Linked DNA regions of Mus musculus: region 2 is linked to region 1. Evidence: chromatin contacts called from public Hi-C data. All regions are on one chromosome and are shown on one strand. The core of a region is the stretch at or near the end of the contact, and the rest is flanking DNA. Distances in the headings are between cores, read along the strand shown.

The links. Hi-C and Micro-C count contacts between places; a contact is called where the count stands out from the background.
Region 2: a contact with region 1 is called in a Hi-C map of cortical neurons, with 3 times the contacts expected there. The contact joins two enhancer-like sites. A contact is called at or near these places in 2 of 484 Hi-C or Micro-C datasets (both in cortical neurons) and 1 of 115 datasets of contacts at active chromatin or transcription factors (astrocytes).

Annotation. Positions count from the first base shown.
Region 1 is chr13:84,758,898-84,765,380 of GRCm38.p6, forward strand. All of the region lies in intron 2 of Gm34196 (a long non-coding RNA gene), which reads right to left. Among named protein-coding and RNA genes, the nearest start is that of Gm34246, 87 kb to the left of the region's middle. Within about 2 kb of position 5,219, at least 7 of the 459 cell types and tissues checked have an H3K27ac peak or open chromatin away from gene starts, as enhancers often do. A contact at or near this core is called in cortical neurons, where this site is marked.
Region 2 is chr13:85,064,993-85,072,011 of GRCm38.p6, forward strand. No RefSeq gene overlaps it. Among named protein-coding and RNA genes, the nearest start is that of Ccnh, 120 kb to the right of the region's middle. Within about 2 kb of position 2,414, at least 26 of the 459 cell types and tissues checked have an H3K27ac peak or open chromatin away from gene starts, as enhancers often do. A contact at or near this core is called in cortical neurons, where this site is marked.

The DNA.
Region 1 (6,483 bases), core at 3,969-6,468:
AGAAACACGAGGTTGAAAAAACATATAAATAATTTAGGACACAAAAAAAATCTCATCAGCTTCAATAACCTGGCTAAATTTTTGATACCGTTTTAATTTGAGTGGAATTTGTTTCTTCTGGTCCTCTCTTTTCCTCCTTTTTTCTTTCCTCAATTCTTTTTCAAGTTTCCTTTTGTTTTCAGTCTACTTTCCGTTAGATTACACTTAGAAAAGAAACACAGATGCATGTTTTAATCATTAGTTTCTGAAAGAATTAAAACGTCACTTGCTTTCATACCTTGGTTTGGGTATTTTGAGACTTTTCTTTTAAATAAACCATCTCCCCACCACTCATATAAAATGTCAAGAAGCAAGACGGTACATAACTGAATTCCTCGGTAATAACTACATTCCTCCTTCTTGGAAAGGCACAGTACCTAAAATGTTCTCGACTTCTCTTCTGATGTCGGCCGCCCTATAAGCAGTCCTCAGAGTATTGAACTTTGAATTTTTTGAAAGCTAAAGTATTTTTCCCATTTTGCAAAATAGTTTTAAAATGTCATTATATGCATCTATGTCCAGGTGTGCTCTTTATACTTTGCCTAATAAATCATTTTCAAATACTGTAGCACAATTGGTTTCCTTTTCTAGTTGAGATTTATTTCTAAAGCTTAGGAATTCTTTTATTTCTCATTGATTCATACATTTTTATATTAGTTTTATTGTTTCTAAGGATTTGCCTTTTAAGGACACAAAAAGCTGATTTCTAATTGTGTAAAATAAATCTTTGATTTCAGTCAGCAACTAGTGTTTTTATCCGGGAAAGCCTCAGCCTTTTCTTTCTTTCTCTCTTTCTTTCTTTCTTTCTTTCTTTCTTTCTTTCTTTCTTTCTTTCTTTCTTTCTTTCTCTCTCTCTCTCTCTCTATCTCTCTCTTTCTTTTTCATAAAACAGTATATTTCGAAGGCTTCATGACATAAGAACAATACAGATTTTATAGTGGTTAGAGATCAGTAAGAAATACAAAGTGGAGTGGTGCTCAAATGCTGGTCCAGGCTTTAAATTAAAACAGATATTTATTTAAAAGAATTTAATAAACTAACAAAGTACTTGCAAATATTTCAAGTAATATTGCAGCAGAAAATAATTTTGTTGCTTATTTTTCCTCACTTTTGTCTTGCAAACGTGGGCGTACATACACTGGAATATTCAATGTCAATGATTCCATCATAGACAGAAATTAAAAGCATAAATGTAACATTTTCTGATGCATTTGCCATAGTTGTAGTCTCTATCAATGTGCATATTTTCATTTTGTAACTTAAACAAAGGTGCATATATTTTAAAGTAGATGTTCACCTCAAAACTAAGATTTAATTTTCAAACTATGTAGCAAATATAGTATATAGTACAAATATGCATAAAGATGCCAAATCTAGATTTTCACCTTCTAAAAGACTATAGAGCAAAAATTATGTCACTTAAAATGCTATTTTCCTCTTTTATCTCCATCTTGAATGGCAACATAATCTTAATCACAAAATATTTGCTGATTATATCTATATATTCTATATCTATGCATATCTATAAATTCAAGAAATGCTTGCTGATTATATCTATCTATTATATTATTTCTAATGATTGATGTTTTAGATTACTTTTAAATATAACTTTCTCATGGAACCTGGCCATTTAAAAACTATGTTCATTTTTGACATTTTTCTAATAACTGGTACAGACACAATTCTCCTTTATTCTCTATGTAAGCAGAACTAACTCATAACATCAGTGAAAGAGCGTGAGGAGGGATGCGGGAGGGATGCATGTGAGTGGTGTGGTGTGCATGTATCCAAGTGTCACAATGGGATGCATTACTTTGTTCGCTAAAAAGTCTCTTTCTATATAATAACTACTGACTTAATGTAAACATACTTCAAATCTAGCAGGTTTCTATCTTTTGAAGAGGATAATATTACAATAATAATATGAAGTGGGATAATGAAGATTCTTAAAATAATCACTTTAAAAAAACCTTGGCAGGTCAGAAACTTCTCTGTTGACTAAAATAATAGAGTGTGTGTTTTTTTTTTTTATTTCTACAAGTGGGTTCATATAAATGAAAAGGAAAAATAGAGTTCCAGAAGCTTTGAAATCATATCGACGTAAGATGCTACTTTCTGATAAAGATAAATTCAAGAGAGCTTTACATATTCATTGATTAAAGAAAAAGCAGAACTCAGGGAGGTTCTAGTGCAAAGAAAAAAGCATATGGGCGTCACGCCCGTCGCTGTCTGGGAACAGGACTGAATTTTGATTAGAACAGGAGGCTATAATTGGAGTGATAATCTTTTACACTGTTTTTAATTGTAATCAGTGCAGATGTTTGCAGCTTTCCGATAGGAAAACAGTGATGGAAAATATGTATAGCTGATAATTTTTAAAGCGGTAAGTTTCTCAACTTGGCTCATTTTAAAAGATATATTTGATACTCAGAATTACTGAAGAGCAGGAAATTCACAAGTATTAAAAAAGCAAATGAAAATCAACCAGTTGCCACCACCTGGAGTATATATATATTTCAGAAATACTAAGCTTAAGTACAAAATTTTCTTTCTTCCCTCAGTATTCGTTTTGTATGAAGAGATGTCAACAAAGAATCTTCTATCAGATTGGAGAAATGGATACTTTAAACAATGACTGAACTGTGTTTGATAAAGAAAAGATCGAAATCTTGATAATTTAACCTTCCTTTTTCACTGATGAGATTTTTTTAAGTTCATTCTTTAGGTGCTAGAATTAAATCCAGATGAAAATAATTTTACACAAATGTTACACTTTCTTTTTATTTTTTCTTTCTTGTTACTTACAGTAAGTTTATATCAAGAAGATAGATAGATGATAGATACATAGAATTTTTAACATGGACACAGATTTGTGAATTTTTGAGTTTTTTAATCTGGAGTTTTTAATGCAATTAATTGACTTTTGACATTCACATTATATACTGGAGGGAGGACCGTCTGTGTTTTATGGAAGAGTGACTTGCAATTTCATAAACACAAATCAATGGCGCCCTTGCCTCCCTTTGAGTAGGAGTGTGTTTGGTGTACAGAAATCTCTTAATGACATTGGTCTGTTGTACTTCAGCGAAAGCTGTCCATAGAGGCAGGCATTCCAGGTCGAGGTTCCTTTCTCAGTTTTCCTGGGCTGAGTTTTTTTTTTTTTTTTTTTTTTTTTTGGCTTCACAACAAGGCTGCAGCAACACCCTATTCTGTCTCTATAGTGAAACAGAAGGAGGAGAACCATACTGTACACAGCAGCATCTTCTGTATTTAACACAATACACATTCTCAAGATACAATAGGGCATTCTTGAAGAACAGTGAGATTTAAACATTAGAAGATTAATTTTCTCCAAGAATCCTAGGGGAAACTCTAATTTTTCTTTGTATAAACATAATAGTTTAAATTGCTGAGAGAGAGAGAAAGAGAGAGAGAGAGAGAGAGAGAGAGAGAGAGAGAAGCAGTTACGACCCTCTAGTAGTTAATGTCTATATTAAGACTAAGGATGAAGAAATTTAGGAACTATTTCTCTTTTTACAATGCTAGACCTCAGATTCCAAATAAAAATATTCTGGTTGCATGAGAAATTGAATCATTCGAAGAGCGTTTATGAATTTTACAAGGGAAGCTGCAATTGTCTTTGGACTGATTATGACCATTTTGATAATAATAGATGCTACTCAATGCTACCTAATCTCACTCACTGTTTTCTTATTACTGATATTTAGAACAAATCCACCAAATAAGAACCAAGTATACTTCACATGTAAAGATGGAGCTTGAAAAACTTGCCAGTGTCACTTACACTGGTTACTAGGCTATCAAACGGCAAAATAAATGTGGATCTGTGTCTTCCTGTATCATTCACACATCTCTTCCCTGTGTCTTATTTATTAATAATCATCAAGATTGTGCCTTTATTGTAGGCAAAATTTATTCTGTGTTCTCTACCTGTATCATTTGATTACTGAGCCTGTGATTTTTTTTCTCAATATTTCTTTCGTTAAATTGCATGTTAAAATGTTACTAATGATACACTTACAACATTTAACCAGGTATGTAAAGAAAACACAAGTTCTGGTTAAAATAACATTAACAATTCAAACAAACCAGATCAAATATAATACTAAAAAAGACTCAAATGGATGTTTTTGGACATTTTTTGTTTTTGCCCTATTCTATATGATTCTTCCATTTTATGACTGCCATGTCATAAAATGGTCTCCTCACTCACATCAGGCATTCTTGTTACCTGAATGTTCTTGGACTACCTCTTTCTTCTTCCTACCTCAACAAGAAGATGCAAGGTCTGGCAGAGCTTATTTGCTTCTGCTGTGACTGGGCTCAGACTTTCTTCAAGGTCTAGTACAACACTCACACTGGCCTCTCAGTCTGGCTTTGTCACCCTCACTGGACTGTCTTAGCACTATAAAGCATAAATTCCTACACACCAAAGTTTACAAACAGCTTCATTTCACTTCATTTCATTTCATATACCTGCTTCTTTCTTTAGTCACATCTAAAGGCTTTGAAACCTTTTTTTTTATTTCTAAAATATGGATTTATGAACATCTTCCATATCTATTAATATTTATATGAAGTCCTTCCAGTGTATCTCCTAAGCATAGATCCTCTGTTCAAGAGCCAGGAATGAGCCAGGGGGTTGACAACTCATCAAATCCATTTTCCAGTCTTAGAATGGGAACCAAAAACACTCCACTGTTACCAATCACCATGGCATTGCACTAAACGTTCACAAAATGCTGTTTGCTTAACATTTTCTGGATTGGTCTAGAGCCCAGAAATCTCTCTTATTATAATTTTATATCTATGTGAACATTCTATTATATTGCTCAAATGCTGAAGTGTGGAATATTTGTCCACAGTGAAAACTGACATTTTCTAGGCAAGATCTCACACTCAACATGCTAGGGATTTACAGTTAAAAAATTTAATTATATATATATATATATATATATATATATATACCTTTTACATAGAATTGTAGTTTAATTTTTGTTTTAAATGAAACAAAACAAAACAAAACACTGCATTGTGTTTCTTGCATTCTAAATTCATCTGGAACTGACCAATGACTTTTCTCTTCAGACTAGGCATCTTTTATTCCATTTGGGCCAGTATCCAAGTCCTTGCTATGTCTCAGGAAGACTCCCCCAGCCCACTGCAAGCATTCATTGTCTGCCTTCTATGTGTAAGCACTGAAGCGTTACTTCAGTAACACTTGATCTCAGCCTTACATTTTAAGCCATTTACAGGAAAGCTGAGTCATTCACCTGAGTTCTGGGTGTTAGTCACTGTGTGATGAGATACTCTGAAGCAAGTTACTTTTAGATATTTCAAAGTGATTTTCAAGGCAGTAAGAATATTCCATTATAAATTGTGAGCACATATATGCACATAATATAATTATACAGAGTGGCAACAGCATGTGTTGTTATATAAAATATCTTACCTATCACATTTTTTCAAAAGGTTAGATACATAGATAGATAATATATATCTTTTTTTAGTGAGATACACAAGGTGTTCTATCTGTATAAGAGAAAAAAAAACAGTTTACATGTAGAAGGCTTTGCCTAGTTGAGACGATTGGCTTTTAAAGCATGTCTTAGGGCTTGTCTTCTCTTGTTAGCTTTTGGTCTTGTGATATCCTGATGTGAGAGATGCCCAGCTCTGGAGAGAATACCGATGGGGACGGTCTTCAGATGCTGGGCCTAACAACTAGAAAGCTGAATAAGGGTGAAAAGGAATAAAACGATCTTACTGTGTCTAAGCACTGTCACAACCCTGGAGACGCTGAACCTGCTTTGAACAAAGTTCTGACCTGCATCAATACATATTTCTTCACTAAGTCAATCTTTTCTTAAGAATGAACGGGGGTGGGAGGGGGGGTGAGGCATGGAGGCACCGGCCTTTAACCCTAGTGCTGAAGTGGTAGAGGCAGATAGACCTCTATGAGTCCCTGGCCAGCAAGGTCTACATAATGAGTTCCAGAACAGTCAGGGCTACATAGTGAGACCATGTCTCAACCAACCAACCAATCAACCAACCAACCAACCAATCAATCAAACAAATATTGAGCTGGGCCTTGAAAAAAAGCTCAGTGTGTCAAATGTTAGTCTTGTAAATTTGAAGAAAACAGTTTTAAGGAGCCAGGCTCATGGTTATGAGCATTTACTTCTCTTGTAGAGGACATGCGTTCAACTCGAAACACCTGCACGAGGTAGTTTACACCCATGTAACTTCAGTTCAGGGGTATTATGGTGAATCCCTTTTCTATCTTCTGTGGCCACTAGACACATAGATGGGGCACATATGTAACATACAGACAGTCATTCAAATACATACAATAAGCATTAATAGCCTTATAAAAGGTGGGTTTGGGATTGCTTGGAGTGCAGTCCAAGCCCTGGAGAGTCAGAA
Region 2 (7,019 bases), core at 1,164-3,663, 300 kb after region 1:
GTTGTTATAGTTGTCACTGTTTAGAGCTTGTTCCTCTCCTGATTCTGTTAGCCTCTATCAGAAGACCTGGGAGTCTAGCTCTCTCCTGAGTTTCAGTGGTTAGAGCACTCTCTGCAGGCAAGCTCTCCTCTTGCAGGGAAGGTGCACAGATATCTGGCATTCGGACCTGCCTCCTGGCAGAAGATGAAGGCCTGAAACAGGCTCTGTCCCAGAATCTCTGTAGCCTCTGTAGGACTACACTCTCACCTGCACAGACTAGTCTTGCCGGGATCAAGGAACCAAGATGGTTCCCCCAGGTGCTCTGGCAAAGCACTCCCGGGCAGGGCTGATACTTCTCCTCTGGCAGGGAAGTTGCCCAGATGTCTGGATCCCAAAATGAGGTCTGCCTCAGAAGCTCTGTAGCTTCTGCCTGTCCCAGAAGCTGTTAGCTTCTGTAGTCCACACTCTCACCTGTGCAGACTAGTCTTGACCAAAAGTATCAGTTTTGTAGCATTGTCAATACTAAAAAAATTTGTAATCCTTAATGGTAAGATTCCCTAAAGCAAATCTAGCAATACACTCTTTTTTTCAATTTTAAAATAAATAAGCATTTGTTGTATCAAATAGAGATTTCATCAAAAGAAAGTTTCAATGAAAACTAAATTAAGTGTTAAATAAACTAGGGGACTGGAGAGATGTCTGAGTGGTTAAGAGCACTGTCTCTGCTCTTGCCGAGGTCCTGAGTTCAATTCCCAGCAACCATGTGGTGGGTCACAATCATCTATAGATAAATAACCTAAAATAGTTGGAGAAGATAGTCTCATACATAACTTTGTGAATAAAGTCTACCAATGTGTTAAAATGGGGAGTTAAAAGAAACATCATACAATAGGGGAAGAAGAGAGAAAAGGGAACAGTCTTGGAAATGCATTAAATAATAATAAAAAAAGAGAGAGAAAGCAGAAAAGCAAATTTAAATGTAAAATTTCTACCTCTGGAAGCAAAATGTTCTCCAAATAATAATATTCAAAGTGTTTTTAAAAAAGCAAACAAACAAGGAAACTAGCAAGCACACAAAATAAATTTTTATTAAAGTTATATTTACATGCCATTGTATTGCTTTGTATGTGATGAATTTCCACTTAGTAGAAATGTTTAATCCCACATGCATCACTTGATTGTTTATTTCATATATTCATATAGACAAGCTTGCAGATAAACTGTAGTCAGTCTCCAATGTAGAAAACTTATCACATGTGTGAATTAATCGCTGCTCAATTCTGTTCAAGTCAATACAGTTAATATGTTAAGTTCTTATATTTCCTGAATGCAAATGTATTTAATGAGTGTTTTAGCATTACCAATTTGCCTCAAGTATAATTGAGATATCAAAACTCTAATAGTTGTATCTGAGTGCTCAGATTTATGCAAATAGAAAATGATTTTTGCAGCATGCTTTAAAAATAAAAATAAATAAATGAAATATCTGATTGTGATTACTATTTTGTAGATTCAGACATTTTTAATGTATTCTTTCTTTAAAAAAATAGAACAACAACTAGAAACAATAATCACAGGTGAATCTTTGGAACATTGAATGCTTAGAAAATATAATATTTTACATACAAACACACACAAAACACAACACAATACACACACACACACACACACACACAGACACACACACACACGTGAAAGAATAATGTCCATTCTTTTCACTCTTCCCACCTCTTCTATGTTCCAAGAAACTGTGAGTAATGAAAGCAGGGCAAAGCCAATCAAATGGGTGTGTATACTAGTGCACTGAGAGTTGAAGGCTCTGCGTTGAAAATAAGGTTCATGCATTATTCATAGGCTATGCATGTTTATGTAAATTACCAAAGTCGGAAGTGTATATGAAACCAGAATCTGAGTTAAAATGATGATGTTATAATATACTGCTGGACCTATATCTTACCAATTCAACATACCCCATTATACTATTCTTGAAAATTACATCTTATGCAAGTTCACACTAGAAATGTAATAAAAATTTGAGGCTTACATACATTGCATAGTTTTCAACATTGCTTTCAAATTCAATATACTATTAAACACTGAAACTTAATAATATATAATTCAGACAGCCTAGGAGTAAGGATGTACACAGAAGCACCTGTGAGTGTTACATGAGAGAGGTGAGAAAAGGTGTGCCTAGAAATGTAAATCTATGAAGGTTTTAATGTACAGGGATTTCCACTTTGCAAGAAGAAAAGGCAAACCCTTCTTTCTATGGACGTATAGCTAGAAAATCTTGGAAGCAGTGTATTTGGGGGATGTCACCTCCTACCTAGTGAGAAACAGTGAAGGAGTCACTGGCTAACAAGACTCAGCTCACACTCATCTTCTGGGTTACAGTGTTCCTTTGAATCAGTCATTGTGGGCTGCCAGCATAGATGAGCTCATTTGCATAAGCTCTCCACCTCCTGGTCAGCTCTGAAAATCTTGGCCGCCTTGCACTGAATTCGCAAGGGAGCATTTATCCAAAAAAAAATAAATAAATAAAATAATATATAAAGGTTCTAAAGAAAACATCACAGCTGAATTAAGTCCAATGCACCTGAAATACATTGCTCTGTTATCTTTTAAATTGTTACAAATATAGAAGGCATTTTAGAGTCATTTCTGTGTATTCCTTTCCTAATGTACTACGTGAACCATTTTTCACACATATTAACACACCATATGCAAATGACGTTTAATGTGTTTTATTCACAGAGAGCATTTACAAATCATTTTGTGTATGGGGGAAGCAGTTGCTTCACTTCTGCATGCACAACTGAAATAGGAGGAGTGTATATCACTACGTTTTGAAATGAGAGAAAATTTAAATGGAATGAAGAAAGCTCACAGATGCCATAATGGAAATTGTCTATGTTCCTAATTCACCTATTAGTGCCTTTTTCTCGCTTCATAGACTTTCAAAATCTGGATGGTGAATTTTCTTTCTGTAAAAAATTTTAAGCTCTTGTCATTTGAAACAATTATCCCTTCCATTATTCATGCGTACATCCATACACACTGTTCCTCTTAGAAATCAAAAGAAAAGCTCAGAACAGCAAACACTTTTAGGTGAATTAAAATCTGAACTTAAACATTTGTGCCCCCCATACTCCTTCAGAAACAGAGAGTGATTTTGCACACATCTAATCATCATGTATTTATTCATGGCATTTTAAAACTTCCAATTTACTTACAGCAGAATTTATTTATTTTAAATAATTTATACACTAACATAAAAGCACTTAGATGTTAAAAAATGTAGAACAGATTAAATATAGAAGGCATATTAAAATTCTGTTTTATATAAAATATTAACCAGAAATGAACATCTGTAATTGTTAGAAAATTAATATGTGCAGCATGTCTTTATCTTCTAATTTATAGAAACAGGGTGTCTAAATAGTTATTATTTTCTTTCAATGTATAGAGTGACTAGGAAAAAATGCTGGCAATTTTTATTCTGTGAATGGTGTTTCACTATAGCATGAAGCTGTATCTAATTTGCGTACAGCATCATTGAAATGCAGTCTGTGACATGCAAATCATCAACAACATTGGGAATGCACACAGCCACTATACCTCCTCATACAAATAGACACTGCCACTTACGGATCACAGAGAGTGCTGCTACTGCAACTCAGAGCTATTCAAACACATCACGCTGCTGGAATTTGAATGTGGTTTACAAGCAAGGCTTTACTCATTAGAAGGAGTATTTTTCTTCTGTTGTGCAAACAAAAGAAGGTTTTGTTACAAACATATTCAATAGAAATAGCAATCTTTTATCTGCACCATCAGTTTCTCTTAAAGAAAAGAAAACATACAGTACAAAACTAAAATATGTAATTATTTGATGGTTAGTGCTGTGCATTCTTTATAGTAGGAAGGTAATAAAGCCTTCTTTAAATTTTAGAATAAGAGAACCAAATGTAGATACAATTCTCTAATCTTTCAGCAATGACTTAGTAGTTTCCATGGGGACATGAATATACAAATGTAAACTCAAGAGGGGCAGCTTTTACCCCATTTGCTAGGAATAAAAAGCAAAAGTGAATTTTATTTTCAATCACCTGGGTAATTATCTCTATGTGGCTTATATCTCACTGATTGGCTTCTCTTCTCCAAGTCATCTTTGCATTTAGGAGACAAGCCACTTATTTTTTGTACATTCTGGGAGACTTGTTATTTGAATTTAGATAATAAGTCATTATTATTATTTCATTTTAGAAAATAAAAGTTTTCTTGACAGCAAAAAATAATGAAATAGTTATAGATCTTTGTGAGAAATAAGCTTTCAATAGTAAGAGATATTCCTCCAAATATTTTGAAAGAGGACACATGAATGGATTTAAAATTTTATGTCTGCCCTCTGGGACTATTGGCAGCAGATTGTTTCTATACATTATGTGTCAAGACTTGTCTATTGAGACATATACAATAGGAAATCACTGCAATATAATTTAAAATTATCTTACTATGTTTCCATTATACCCTCATGTCACTTCATTCTCATCAGGCTTCATCAAACATCTTACTTTCTATTTAGTGAAAATACAATAGCCAGTAATGGATGATAAAGGGGAGATCAGTCAAATGTGGACAATGTTGGCTAAGAGGACTGAAATGAAGAATGTTCCTGGTCATATAACTGTTTCCAACTGTGTTCTAGTTTAAGGAAATGTTCAACATGATGCTCATTGCTGAACTCAGTCACATGTCTCATAGAGATGGTATTTCTCAGACATCAGTAAGTTAGAAGGGTTAGTAACACCTTTGAATCAAAGACCAGGATTAAAGTGACCTCAATAAATTGAAGACATAGCATGCACCACATTAAAATATGAATTACTCACAATTCCTGCTGAGGGAAATATAGAATTCATCATTTGTTTGTTTATCCATTCATCAAATGCTTGTTAAATGCCTACTATGTGCCAACTACAAATTAAATATCCTTTAACACAGACACATTTGTAATTTGAATGTCTACTCCTTCCTTCCTTACATGTCTTGCTCCTTTTAGAAAATCAGTTGATTTCAAAGTTGGATGCTTCTATATTAAGCATAATTGATAGACTTAGAACAGAGTCAACGGGTCAAAAAATCCAGCATGCTAAAATATGTATTATGGTTATACACACACAAATCAAAGTAAAACTTATAATTAAATTTGGGTTATTACAGGTTTAAAATAAAAGCACTTAAAATATATTTTGTTGGTTCAATTTTTGTATTCCAAAGACATATTTAGAAAGCCAGCATGCTACATAAAATCTAATTCTGCTGAGGTCTCACCTGCACTTTCATTCTGGTTGTCTGGAGTAAGTATGATTATGAAAACTGGCTTGAATGGAACATTTTACAGCTGCTATGTCAGCATAATTATTACTCTATCTATCTTCTCTGGTTAGAAATGACCAATTTATAAAAAAAACAATAATCTAAAACTTTTACCCTTGATCTTGGGATCCCAAGTCCCTTCCCCTCCACTAGGGTTAAATAAGACATCAACCTTTCAGACCATGGACAGGTCACTGGAAAGCATGTGGGACATGAATATCAAAATATTTATTCAGGATAAATTAGGGAGTTGAAGTTAAATAAATTTCATATTTATGTAGATAATAAGGAGTTAATAGACAAGAATCCATTAAAGCTGTCACATTTGGACATCAAATCCTAACTAGCTACTAACCTAACAATTCATCTGAACAAAACAACTTCTTATAGGTGCTTATAAATTGAAGACCATGTTACAAAGACTATTCCAAAGCAGACAGAATGACAATAGCCATTAGGACCATGCCCATACATGAATAATATAAACATGCATGTGGAACTGAATTTTTATTACCCTTTATCACCACTCCTTTAAAATATATAATGTATATTTTATAACCATTACTTTATAACTGTTATACCTGTATTATAGACCCTGTGTTTGTCTCCTCTTACTTTTGTAGCCTTAGGTGTGTGGAGATAAAGAGTTAAATTTTTAAACAGCCATTGATATGCTCTCTGAAGCAATTATTCCTTCTGTCAGAAAGAGATAAATGTACTACCACAAGACATTACAAATGTGCTCTTCCATACTCTAATACAAATTACTGTCAGGCCACACCACTTAAAGCCTTCTCTCTCTTATTTAGTAAAGCCAATTTCTTGTGGGTTTTACATATAAAGAAGAAAATATATCTCACTCTGATGATTGTTGAACACAATTTTTTAACAATTTTTAACCGGTTTTAGACAACATTGACTGCTTATTAATACCTAGAGCCATTCAACACTGAGCTTCACAGACACGATTGAACAAGCTGGTGAAAAAGGGAGCCTATGGTGTCAGGTGAGTTTGCTAACATATATTAGGGCTACAGAAGCAAGCTCGTCTACAAGGGAATTCAGTTAACTCTAATTCCAAACAAGCCTCTGTGAAGAATTTACTGCAAATAGTAGTAGTGATAATAATAATGAGCTCTGGGTTCACATCAATTACAGTCTCCTCCCCAAAAGGAATTATCTCAGGGTCAATCTGAACATATCAGTCTGTCCAGAGATCATGCAAACATAGCTCTTCAAAAGTAATGATGTGCTTTTTAATTAAATGTTTCATTATCTACTTTTTGTGGGAGGAATGTGCCAAAGTTCTGTACTTAGTTCTTCCTAGCTATGTGCTTATTAATAAATAACTTGATCTCCCTGCTCAAATTGGTATGATTGTGAATTAAAACAAAAATGTAGACTATGACTACATGGGGACTTTGTTTTGTAACTAAAGTCATTGATGATTTAAAAAAAATAGTCACCTATTTTTAGCATCTTAGCATCTGGTAAGGAGAGAATTATTATTCTTAATTTGCAACCAAACTCAGTATCTGTTCCTCCAGCCATACCTGCAAATGTTATTTTATAAATCTCACATCATTTTAGGACTACTCAGTTGGTGAATCTGTAATATGGAAAGCCAACAGGAAATACAACTACCAAGATAAGTGACA